2 separate regions of the Mus musculus genome follow, and region 2 is linked to region 1. The links are chromatin contacts, called in public Hi-C maps. All regions are on one chromosome and are shown on one strand. The core of a region is the stretch at or near the end of the contact, and the rest is flanking DNA. Distances in the headings are between cores, read along the strand shown. Region 1 overlaps Hltf (helicase-like transcription factor). Region 2 has its middle 33 kb from the start of Gm31320.

Region 1 (2,700 bases), core at 94-2,593:
ATGATATTCATATACAAACACACAGAATAAAAATATAATTTTAAAAAAATCTTACAGCAAAGGTATATCAAAGTAATAGATCAAATTCAAGTTGCATAAAAACCTGTCTTCTAACTGAAATATTTAGCAAACACAATGGTATGAACTAATCCCATTTCCTTACTGGAGGGGCCACTTGAAGACATTCCGTTTGTAAGAAGATGGGTATGGCAACAAATCTGCCGCAATCTAAGCAGAAGACCCAAGACATCTGCATAGTGTGCAAGGACAGTCCCTTCAGTAAAATACCTAGGGATAAAATGTCAGACATTATGAACATCTCTAAACAAGAACAAAAACAAAAGCAAGCTCATCTTTAATGAAACCAAGAAAAAAAGTCACCTAGGAAAATGTCAATATGCATGACCTACAGACCTCAGCTGGCCCTTCAAAGTAAGTGGTACATACATACTGAAAGGAAAATTCATATCTCTTCTGTAAAAACAGAAATAGGGTGTATGCATGATGACTTCAATTTTCAATCCAATTTATACACACACACACACATACACACATATTCACAAAACACACACACAGTAGGGGGAGTGTTATTGTATAATAATCAATTTTGTAAGTAATTATGTTTCTGATCTCTGTTATATAAAAACCAATAAAACCTAGAAGAATTTACATTATACTGACTCCCATGAATAATAAGAAAATTAAGTATTTCTTGATGGCCTGGACCTATACATGACTCTGGACAAACAGCTCGTCCAAAAAGAACTCAAAATAGTCAAACATTGAATAACCAGCAAAGAGCAAAGAAGGCAGTGAAATTAAACTCACCAGAAAGTTACCACAGAAAGCATAAAATTTATGACTGTGAGCACCTCCAGGTAGCTCAGAGTTCTACATCCGGACCGGAAAACAGTAAGAGAGTGCCACACTGGACACACCTCTGAAACCTCAAAGCCCAACCCCCCTGACACACTTCCTCCAACAATGTCACACCAATTCCAATAAGGCCAAACCTCCCCACAGTGCCACTTCCTATGAGCCTATGAGGACCATTTTCATTCAGACCACCACACACTAAAACCACTGACAAAACCATATGAAAGGACATAGGACTAAGAAAACAAAAAATAGTTATAAAGGATGATAAATAAATCAATACCAATAAAGAGCAGTGGGAAGACATTTAAAAACACAGAAAGAAAATAGAACAACAACAACAAAAGACAAGAAAAATAGGACAAAAACAGTACATTTTCTTTTTAAAGGGTGTGGGTGTCAGGGGGAGGGGGAGGATGCAGATACATAGAATTGAAAGATTTAAATGGTGCTATCTATATCTTCCAGAAAGTCAACAGGAAGGCCCTGATCAAACTGCTGTACTTCCGTGGGGGCGTGGATGTGCACATCAGGCTCCTTGCTATTTTTTACTTATGAAACACTCTCCAATGCTTCATGCGCTGAACTCCAGGTCTCCAGCTACAGCACTGACTGACGCCTGAGGTTCTAGAAACTCTAAGCCTTTGGGGAATAGACGGATCTTGCCCTGACTTGAGCACTTGTTTCCGGTGCTCTCTTGTCCGCCTCTTGTTTATCATGATATTGCTCCGTTCCACTCTGTAGTTTCCACTACCATGGGTTGACACCTCTGGAGCAGAAAGCCAAAATAAAAGCTTTCTCTTTAAGTCTGAAGACAAGAATTGGCTATAGAAAGGCAAAACTGACTATTATTTTTTTTTCAAAGAAATACTCAGTGTGGAAGAGAAGAATAATTAATCCAAAAATTACATATCCAATCTGAAACGTCAAGTTGATGATGCAATCAAGTCTCCTGGTGAAAAGCAGAAATTTTAAAGTCAGACTGGTACATTCTGTCAATTTAGCTATGCAGACTTGGCCAGCAGCCTAATCCTGCCTGTGTCCTCAGCTATAACAGTTACACACCACATCTGGGAGGACTACTCATGAAGTTAGTGTGTACAAAGCAATTACAACACGACCTGGATTACTTTATAAACCTTATATATACTAGTAGTGACAGTGGCAGTGTTTTGGATAGTGAAGAAAGTAAAAAAGTAGGCAACATAATACACACGATAAACTTCCACGTTCTGAAACCAACCTGCTAAAATTCAAATAACAACTCTGTCTCCTGTGCCTTAGCCTCCTAATCCAAAAAATAATTAAAAAAAAAAAAAAGTGTTCATTGTACTTACTTAATAAGACACCATTAATGTGCACATTTAAATACTTAGATCAATTATACTCAATCAATGCTTATAAAGTATTAATAAGTCTACTACCTATGAAAGAGGTTACTTTAACAATAACATCCCTGAGAACACAATTCAAACAGACAGCTTCCTCAGCACTCTGCATTCCCTCCCGGGCATGGCTACATCTGACTGGCATTCAGCTTGTTGGTTTAGGAAACTGCTTGTGGGACCCACCACATGGCATGCTGGCAAGAGGCTTCCCACTGTTTTACCAGCCACGCTAGTACCTTTTCGGATAGACCTACTTTTAACTTAATCACTCTCTTAGGTGACTTTACTCAGGCTCATCACTCACAAATAACAGAAACTTAAGAGTCAAACTGGGAGCACTGAACTCCATACCTGCCTCTCCAGCGGGTAAAGTCAATCCCGTATGTTCACATGACAGGTCTAATGCAGAGCTTTTGATCCCACGTTAGAAACTGTT
Region 2 (2,700 bases), core at 99-2,598, 85 kb before region 1:
GCCCTTGAACTTCCTCTGAATGTCATTCTCAGTCATTACTGCATCTAACCTTACTTCAATTAGAAAAGAAATGTATCTCCTTTAAAAAATGCCATTAAAAAACATTTTTAATCCTTATTCCCTCCCTCTCTCCCTGTCGTTCTCTCACTTCTATCTCCCCCATTAACTTTTCAGCTGATAAAAGAATATTGACAAGTATCCACCTTGCCATAAACAGGTGGGGTGGCATAGGGTGTTCTCCACAGCTTATGAAATACAGGGAACTCAATAACAATCTGACTTCCATGAATATGTCTAGGGCCTGGCTTGTTCGCAGCACGAGTTTCTATTCTTTACCCACGAGGCTCCAGGTCCTTCATGTGAACAACTATAGAGTAACAGTTTGCACCTGACTTCCTCAGTCCACTTCTAAATGAGGACTGTCATCAAAATGAATGACTTGCTCTATTGGGAACTGTTTTAAAATCAGGACTCATATTTCCTGAGCCACAATGGCGTGTGTGTGTGTGTGTATGTGTGTGTGTGTGTATGTGTGTATGTGTGTGTATGTGTGTGTATGTGTGTGTATGTGTGTGTATGTGCGTGTACGTGTGTGTGTGTATGTGTGTGTGTGTGTGTATGTGTGTATGTGTGTGTATGTGTGTGTATGTGTGTGTGTATGTGTGTGTGTGTGTGTGTGTGTGTGTGTGTGTGTGTGTGTGTAAGAAAGTGTGTGCTCTGGAGGAAAAAAGATAAGACAAGAGCTGGCTTAGAGGGTAAGGGCGCTTGCGGTCGAGCTTGATGAAATGAGTTCAAATTCCAGGTCTCATCGAGTAGAAGGGGGAACTGGAGGAGTGATTCTTGCTTATCCTCTGAAGCATAGCTGCACCATGACGCTCCTCCTCACACTCACGACCAAAACACGCACAAATAAGTATATGTAACTGTAAAAAATTTTAAAAACAGAAAATAATAACTAAGGGATTACCAATATTCCCTTGGCTGTCCCTATTGAAGACAAAGAATGAGAGAATTTGAGGGATACAAAAAGAGAGAGCAAAATCTAAGAAAATATTCAGAGAAAGAAAATTAACAAAAACTGATGTGATTTTTAAAAGCATTTTTTAATAAAAATACCTTTAAATGTTGATGAAGCTCATCTTTAAAAGTTAAAACAAAATATAGAAATAAAAATCCTCAGAATGGCCAGCTCCTGATTGTCCTGTGTTTCTGTTGCTGCTCTCAGTATATCTAGGCCCCAAATGATGTCTTACTGATTCCAAGCAGCTGGGAGTGACTTGCACTATATACAGAACTCTCTTCTGGCACGTAAGGAATGCACAAGTCTCCTGGCCCTTCCATTTTCAGGAAGCCATTATCAAACGCTGTCATCTTTCTGGCAGGCAGGATGTTTGCAAGCTGTCTGTATGAAGTGTGGTGCAGATGATTTGACCAGATATCAGACTTGGCCTTCAAATGTGCATCTTTGAATTTGTCAGTTCATCCTGCTAAGTGCTGATCAGAAATTGGTTTTGTTTCTTGTAGCCAAAATTATACAGAGGCATAAATATTTAATACTCTTGGCTCTCTTTCATGACCTTGCCTTCCCCTAGATGGCTCTGAAAGGCATGCTGGATAAATTTCCCAGATGCCATGCCATTGACGAAAATACTCAAATATGATAGGGTCCAGCAACGTCCTTCCTAGGAAAAAGATGTGGGACACTGTATACTCAACAGATGTTTAATTACAAAGTGCTTACTCAACCCTGCCTTTCACGAGATGTTGAGCAGACTGTATTAAGGTTCCATAGTTGGCTAGACCTAGGTTTTCAGGTTTAAATAAAGTATTATTCCAAATAATAATGTGCTATAAAATTGAGTTTACAAAGTTACTTTAAAAATCACATAGTCCATATATCTGACCCATAGCCTCTATGATAAAGCCATGTTGAATTTTATCACTGTCTCAAGATATGACATAAAAAAATTAAATGAAAGAATGAGTTTGCATTCAGTAGACAATTTGCTCCATTGTGTCCAATTTTGTGGCCAGGCAAATTAGAGCTGAAGAAGGCCATAGCTAATTGGAAATATTCATTTCATGGCAGCCAGGAGGCAGAGAGACATAGAAAGCATCCCTGAATTGTTGAGTCTCTATTTTCTATTTTTGCTTCATCAGTATAAGCAATGTAATATAATGCAATATAAGAAAGTTGCAAGGTTGTAGATTATAAAGCTGATATAGAAAAGGCAACTACTTTCTTATACAACAATCATGTACAGATAGAATTTGGAATAAAAGAAACTATTTACATCCTTAAAATTAAATACTAAGGGAGCTAAAGAGATGGCTCAACAGTTAGAAGCATGCTTGCTGCTCTTCCAGAGGGTACATGTTTGTTTCTCCATACAATATCTGGCAGCTCACAACTATTCATAACTCCAGATCCTGAGGATCCAATGCCTCTGCCGTTCATGGGTACCTACACTCATGTGTACACCTCACATGCAGACACACACACACACACACACACACACACACACACACACACACCCCTACACATACTTAAAAATGATGAAGATAAATATTTTAAAATATTAAATACTTAGGTATAACACTAAAAACAAATTCAAGAATAATATAAAGAAAGCTATAAACTCCAATGAAATATACTTTAAAAATTAAATCGAAGACATATTCCATGTTCACAGAGAATGT

What was found. Hi-C and Micro-C count contacts between places; a contact is called where the count stands out from the background.
Region 2: a Hi-C map of the G1E-ER4 cell line shows a contact between it and region 1, with 3 times the contacts expected there. The contact joins two enhancer-like sites. A contact is called at or near these places in 2 of 15 datasets of contacts at CTCF or cohesin (CD8 T cells and pro-B cells), 36 of 484 Hi-C or Micro-C datasets (CD4 T cells, ECoMG myeloid progenitors, the G1E-ER4 cell line and 18 more), 2 of 115 datasets of contacts at active chromatin or transcription factors (bone marrow-derived dendritic cells and hepatocytes) and 1 of 9 other capture datasets (liver).

What each region holds. Positions count from the first base shown.
Region 1 is chr3:20,103,229-20,105,928 of GRCm38.p6, reverse strand. Hltf (helicase-like transcription factor) reads right to left here. Exons shown (of 25, transcript NM_009210.3): 19 at 164-288. Among named protein-coding and RNA genes, the nearest start is that of Hltf, 47 kb to the right of the region's middle. Within about 2 kb of position 1,343, at least 55 of the 459 cell types and tissues checked have an H3K27ac peak or open chromatin away from gene starts, as enhancers often do. A contact at or near this core is called in the G1E-ER4 cell line, where this site is marked.
Region 2 is chr3:20,188,114-20,190,813 of GRCm38.p6, reverse strand. No RefSeq gene overlaps it. Among named protein-coding and RNA genes, the nearest start is that of Gm31320, 33 kb to the left of the region's middle. Within about 2 kb of position 1,348, at least 15 of the 459 cell types and tissues checked have an H3K27ac peak or open chromatin away from gene starts, as enhancers often do. A contact at or near this core is called in the G1E-ER4 cell line, where this site is marked.